Linked DNA regions of Sus scrofa: region 2 is linked to region 1. A link is a contact called in public Hi-C data. All regions are on one chromosome and are shown on one strand. Each heading gives the region's core, a stretch centred on a gene start, on an enhancer-like site or on the middle of the called end of the contact. The rest is flanking DNA. Distances are from core to core; before and after follow the strand shown.

Region 1 (3,564 bases), core at 106-2,605:
AACTCCTCTCTGTATTTCTTACAATTACATTTTAATGTAAATCGTCTCAAAATAAAAAGTTTAATTTAAAAAAAAATCAGATTAGAAAGCAACGGGAATTGAGCAAGATATCCCCCCCCCCTTTTTAACCTTTTCAGAGAAGAACAAAAGCCCCAAGGCAGTGGGCCAGATGGGGTCAGGAATTTGCTCCATCTTAGGCAGATCCAAGAAAAATAATCTCTCACCCACGATTTTAGCATTCAGAACTCACTGCCAGCATTTTCTGTCCAATCTTGCCTGTCTTGGAATTTTCTCTGCCGTTATTCCCTCCCTCTCCTCCATTTACCTTCCTGGCCTTAAAATTCAAAATACAGATACAAATACACACACCCCAAGCTGGAAGTGACTTCTCAGCAGCAGTTTGATACACACTGCATTTTGAAAACACTCTCTTATACTTTTGAGTTCATGTTTTCCACAAATTTCCAAAATTCCCATGTCTTATTTGCACAGGAATAGAATGTCATCCTATGTGGTTCATTGATGACAAGGCAGGTATTCTGTATTCTAACCTGGGACACAGACTATTTAGGGCCTAATCATAATCACCCCACAAAGAGGAGCTGGCAGACTTCCTCCCCCCCCCTGCCCCGCCTTAGGAGAGATGCTGTTGACTTGTACTCTTCTTTTTGAGCCCTAAGCAGTCCCTCAAATATGAGCACCGAAAGCCAGCTGCCCTCTCCTGGCTTGTCTGTTGGATATGTTTCACTTGAAAAGACCAAATATCATTGTTAACATAAGAATCAAACTCTTGCAGTTCTGTCCTGGCTCAGGGGTAATGAACCCCACTAGTATCAATGAGAACACAGGTTTGATCCCTGGCCCTGCTCATGGGGTAAAGGATCTGGTGTTGCCGTGAGCTGTGGTGTAGGTCACAGACAAGGCTCGGATCCCATGTTGCTGTGGCTATGGCGTAGGCTGGCAGCTGTAGCTCTGATTAGATCCCTAGCCTAGGAACCTCCATATGCCATGGGTACAGCCCTGAAAAGACAAAAGACAAAAAAAAAAAAAAAAAAAAAAAAAGCCCCCTGAAAGACTGTCTCCTTGTCTGGCCAAAAAACCACCAGCATACAAGATACATTAGAATGAAAAAAAGGGTTGTGAAAATATTGCCAGTCATGCCTCACCCTGGAAGGGAAGAGTTCTCTCTTCTTTGACTGCTACGTATCTGGCCAATGAGACTTCTGATCAACCAAAGGTTAAAGCATTCTACTGGCAAAGAGGCAGGAATCACTGCCTCCCCAGCTGTTCCCAGCTTTTCTGGGAAGAGGACACCACTGGGACCTGAATCCCAGTTTCCCTCCCAGGAGTTGACTCTGCTATCTTTGGATCTTCATAATAAGCAGTGTCTTGAATTCCAAACTCCCCGTAGCTGCTCGGAGAGACTGAATCACGGCAGTTGTAGACCACATCTTTTTGTGTGGGAGGTCCATGACTTTCTAGGAATAAAGCAACTTGATGCCTGAGCAGAAGGTCACAGAAGATGAATCCTTAGACCGATACCAGCCTTCCAGAGAGGCCCTGCCTCCATCACGAGATGCCCCAATTAGTGGTCTCTGGTTGAGCTCAGGGCTCTTCCAAGGGGCTCCAGAGAAAGGCCAAGAGCCTGCCCAGTTCAACTCCCCCAGGGGACCAGAGGCATGACTGCCGGGAAGCAAACAGCTGAGCACACAGCAGGGAAACCAAACCAGGGAGGTTATCCGGCAAGCAAAGGTCAAACGACACTGAATCTTGGGTAGGGAATATGGTACCAGGCATTCCTCTCCTTAGAAAAGGCAGGCTGCACATGACCCATCTTGTATATTAGAGGGCTTTTGGAAAATGACAGCTGGCTGATAAAGGGATTTTGGTGGGATCTATGAAGAATGGTAATGATGTTATAAACGTCTTTTGGTCGTGTGATTTGGGTTTCTATAAAAATAAAAGATCATCCCGAGAGACTATCTAAAGTGATAACTATAATTAAATTAAAATTCAGTCCTTTTCTTACAAAATGAGCCTAACTCCCTCTTCTAGGCTCCTCCTTCATCCATCTGCTCCTAGCTGTAGAAGTAGTTAGACTGCCCTTTCTATTCTAGAACATTCATAGTGCTAATGTAAAAAATAAATTTAAAAAGTGACACGAGACAAACTACCTTTGAGAAATGCTACATGCATTGTATTCCTGCGAAATATTTTTGATAATTTTTCACTTCTTTTGTTCATTGAAAATCTAATACCCTTGAAAAGAGAGTCGTTTAATAGAGCAGCTCCTCTGCTCACAAGTGTAATTGATAATAAAATGTAGCAGCATGTTCATGAAGCAGGAAAGCAACACAGAGAACAGTATCAGATTGTCTTAGAGTCCAGGGTTCAAATTTGTTGCTCAGGTCATAGAGGAAACTAGAACCTTGCTTTACCTGCGTCCTGCCTGTAGTTGGTTATTCCTTTGACCACCCAAAGAAGCAACATTAAAAGCATAAGAAGGGGGAGTTCCCATTGTGGCTCAGTGGTTATGAACCTGACTAGTATCCATGAGGACGTGGGTTCAATCCCTAGCCTCACTCAGTGGGTTAGGGATCTGGCGTTGCTGTGAGCTCTGGTATAGGTCACAGATGTGGCTGGGGTCCCAAGCTGCTGTGGCTGTGCTGTAGGCCAGCAAATGCAGCTCCAATATGATCCCCAGCCTGGAAATTTCCATATGCTGCACTAAAAAGAAACAGAAGTGTAAGAACATATATTTGAAGGAATAGGGCACCAAGTTTTGACCTTTGTAACTTTTTTTAACATGAAGTTCCTATCAATTCATTTGCTCAACATTTATTGAGCACATAACAGCTACTATTTACACATGGCAAGTGTGCAGCAGGTGCTGGGCTAAGTATGTTACATGCGTCAGTTCACTTACTCCCAATAACCCTCTGAGGGGTGCTCTTTTTATTCCTATGTCTTTTTAAAAAAATTCCTATCTTATAGATACATGAACTGAATCTTGTGGCAGGGCTGGGATTCACACTCACGTTTTTGGACATCAGAGCTGGAGCTCTTGAGTGCTACCTTACACACCTATTTTATCCCAAGCATGCTAGGTGCTGGAGCTCTAATACACTGTGCAGCCACCAAGGAGCTTACAGACACACATGCATTAATGATTCCATCATGGAGCTGCGAATGCAATGATATTGACAGGGGGAATGGAACCCAGGGGAAAAACTTTTGCCTGCTATCCTCTTGGATAGCAGGTAAAGTTTGAAAGCCATTTCATATTTAAGAGTCACCTGGGAATCTTGTTAAAATTCAGAGGATGTTTCGATAGATTGGGGGTGGGGTCAGAGTCTCCCTTTATAAAAACTTCTAGTTGATGTCTCTGCTGCTAATCTGGGGACCACACTTTTGAGTTGCCAGGAAGGTGGTCTCTCCCCATCAGAGCTCTTTCCATGATCTGCTGGATGGTAACCTTAACCATCCAGTTTAGTTAAATGGGCCACTCACTCAGATGATCCCAACTGAAAGAGACTAACTTAGAGCTCAGACTTTATTATCAAG
Region 2 (3,456 bases), core at 878-3,377, 350 kb before region 1:
TACACCACAGCTCATGGCAATGCTGGATCTTTAACCCACTGAGCAAGGCCAGGGATTGAACCTGCATTCCCATGGATGCTAGTCAGATTCATTTCTGCTGAGCCACGATGGGAACTCCAACAATAATAATTTAAAAAAAATTTTTAATGGCACATTATCTATCCAAATGTCAGCCTTCCATCCAACAAACACTGGCTTCCTGAATGCTTCCTGAAACCTGCTTCCATCCTTGCCCCTATGCACTAGTTCAGACCTCCATCAGGTTCAGCCTGGATCTTGCAATAGTTTCAGAGCTGGTCACCCTATCTTGAGTTTAGCCTCCCCTCAAATCATCCTACATTGCCATGGGAGAGTTCTAACTGAATTGCAGATAGTTTGTGTTCCTCGCTCAAGATCCTCGCTTTAATCCAGAGACTTTTACTTGGCCTGCCAAATCTTTAAAAACTAGACCATTACTTACTTATTCATTTTCATCCTAAGTCACTCATCATCAGCCTGACATCCTTCAATTCAAAAAATCTAAACATTACATTCTGGTCCCTCAGTCTGAAATGTACAAACACTCAGCTCTCCCCAACAGCTCCAATTCCTATCTATCCACCCCTCTCCCCTACACCTTCCTTTCTTTAATTAAGATGCTTTTGTAGCATCCTGTCAATAGTATCTTCAGAACAGCTGCCACTTTGTTTAAAATAGTCAGTTTATATGCTCTTCTCCTTAATTAGTCTATCAGTTCCTAAAGAGCAAGAATCTGCATCTCATATTTGAATTCCCAGTGTTTACCAGGCATCTGGTATACAGTAGAAGCTTGCTCTACTGGGAGTTTGTTCCTGCTAATTTCTTTCCACTTTACCCTCAGACATTAAAAAAATAAAAAGCAAACAAAAGACCCCGCCCTTTACTAAGTTTACTGTGAACTATTACAAGGAGTCTTTTACATTTGCTTTTTTTTTTTTTTTTTATTTAGTTTCTTGGATCAGCTATGTGGTAGAATCCTAACTGATGAATTCATCCCTGACTTCTTGCCAAATCATTTGGCTTTTCACAGTTCCTTATTCTCATTGCAGCTTTTGACTGCTGTCTATTTTTCCTTAAGCTACCTTTGACTTCACACCATTGCCAAAAATTTCTTGCCCTTGAGGAATTGTTTTAGATTCCTCGTTGCCTTGATTCATTTGGCTGACCCATCATCACTATAAAAATATTCCTTGTACACATTTGGATTGTCTTGTTATTTGTTACCTCATCAAAAAGAAAAAAAAAATCTTAGCCCATGAAATATGGGCAAGTATTTCAAAAAAAAATTATTCAAATTTAGTGTCATTGTAGGTTAATTAAGATGCAAATTTCTCCAGGTCTGGTATAGACTGAGTAAGCCAGCTTTTTCTCTCACTGTCTCAGACTCCAGTGGGAACATACCTTTTGTTTGCTTTGCTCATATCAAAAGGGTTTTTTTTTCTTCTTATTGTTGTTTATTAATTTTCAAACATCATTGTCTTCTCCCTAATTCCCCACTTCTCTGTACAAGAATATTTCTAAGAGTTCCTAGGGAAAATGGGTGGAGGATGAGACCAATATGTGGGGCTGTGGCCTGGTAGCTCATTTAGCCTGAAATTTATTTTTAAATTTACTTAAGATTATCTGAGGAAATATACATGTATGCATTGGTGCCAAAATATGTGCGTGCTCGAGTTCTCACCTTTTCAAGGGCCATTATGTTCTCTTGTGAAAGCAAGGGGTGGGGTTGGGGGGGGTCAACCCCATTCCTTCCATCACTACTTGGAGCATAGCCAACCTCAGAAGCGCCGACGGTATTACAAGAATGTTGCGCGCAGTGGTAGAAAGCACAGGAGTCTCCCCGTGACCCTGGGCAAGTCACCAAAACTTTGGGTTTATTCCCTGTAAAATGGGAATAACCGTATTGGGTTATTGAAAGAGCCAATGAAATAATGTAAGTACAAGTACTCTGAGAAATAATAATGGTTTCTCTGAACATGAAGCCCAAGCAGCTGGATATACGCACTCAAGGAGTTTTGGGCTCCCCTCGTACTGCACCGCCCCCACCCGCTTCAGGCTGCGGTGGTGGCTCGTCTCCATGGCAACTGCTCCGGCATCCCGGGCCCCGCCCCCTCTCCGCCTAGAGGACCGGAAGCAGCTTGCAGACTGGCGCTTCCCGGGCTTCTCCCCAAAAACGCTGGGCCGTCCTTCCCAGGCCTTAGGTGAGAGTTGAGGTCTCTTCGCGCTGCTAGGCCTCAGGGAAACGACCCTTACCCGGCGGGTCGGGAAGGGGTGGCCGCGGGCCTTGGCACCACCTCACTGCAGCCCCCCCCCCGCAAAGCTCCCACCGCGTACCGGCGCACCCTTCTTCATACACCTCCCCGCGCCACACTCTCAGGCTACGCCTTCCTTGTGCCCCACCGCGCTTTCTCGCTGCCCTCACCTCATCCCCGCAGCTTCTCACCTGTCACTGAGCGTCGGCGCCCCGCCTCTCTTCTCCCTGGCACCCCGTGGCGGCTGACCTCCGCCCCCCAAGCGGACGGCCTCCCATCACCCCTCGCGCGCTTACCTGCCTCCAGCGCGCCCTCCTCTCAAGACCCTCGTAGTCTCGCGGAGTCCGGACTCCGTCCGAGAGCGGTGGCGTGTGGTGGGGGAAGGTGGCCTGGGACCGTCTGGAGCCGGCTCTAGGAGAGGTATTTCCAGGTAAGAGTCGGACCCCTTAGGAAAGACCCCACGGAACTGGGGCCCTGGGCGAAGCCTCCGCTCCAGGGACCAGGTTCGTTACGGACCCTCGCGCGGCGTTGGGGGTTTAGTCTCTTACGTGGAGCTGAGAGCAATTGTGGACCCCGCACAGATTCGGCCGCTGGTACCAAAAAGGCAGAGTGCTCCCGGTGGCCGTTCCTGCGGCTTCCCAGAGGATGCTTTAGCATAGGGGCCCTCTGTGCAACTCCCCTAGTCGGCTCCAGACACGTGGCGGCCTCAAACCCCTCCTGCCGCTCCAGTCTTGACCCCAGATTCTGTTCCAGCCTGGAATCATCTGGGTCTGTTGCTTCTCCTCTCCGCTGGGACCCCAGCCACTGGCTCTGAACCACGCAGCACTGTAGAAAGTGTGGATGGAGTGGACTCAGACCCCAGCCCTGGTACTCTGCCCTTGGTCTCCTTATATGAGCTTGCCCTGATCATACCCAAGCTCGCCCTGGTGGGTTTCCTCATCTCCAACATGAGGATGAAAATAACCTTCCAGAGCTTTTGTGAGGACTTAAATGAGTTTATATTAAGATGCTTAGAAGGGTGCTTGGTACATAGCAAATTCTCTGTGTCAGCTGTTACCCTTTGCAGTGGAGCCCATAGTTATATAAAGTTGTGTCACTTATTTGGTAACCTTCTTGTCTCTCCCCAGCTAGAGTACAAGCTTTGTGCAGCCGCAGACTTTGTTCAGATCACCACCATAACTTCACA

What was found. A called contact is a pair of places that touch in the nucleus more often than the background predicts.
Region 2: a contact with region 1 is called in a Hi-C map of psoas muscle, with 2.3 times the contacts expected there. The contact joins the promoter of LOC100620188 here to the enhancer-like site in region 1. A contact is called at or near these places in 10 of 47 Hi-C or Micro-C datasets (embryonic fibroblasts, fetal heart ventricle, heart right ventricle and 6 more).

Annotation. Positions count from the first base shown.
Region 1 is chr6:118,836,347-118,839,910 of Sscrofa11.1, reverse strand. All of the region lies in intron 1 of MAPRE2 (microtubule-associated protein RP/EB family member 2), which reads right to left. Among named protein-coding and RNA genes, the nearest start is that of MAPRE2, 21 kb to the right of the region's middle. Within about 2 kb of position 1,355, at least 7 of the 83 cell types and tissues checked have an H3K27ac peak or open chromatin away from gene starts, as enhancers often do. A contact at or near this core is called in skeletal muscle, where this site is marked.
Region 2 is chr6:119,192,001-119,195,456 of Sscrofa11.1, reverse strand. It overlaps LOC100620188 (zinc finger protein 396), which reads left to right and starts at 2,127. Exons shown (of 4, transcript XM_013999297.2): 1 at 2,127-2,700.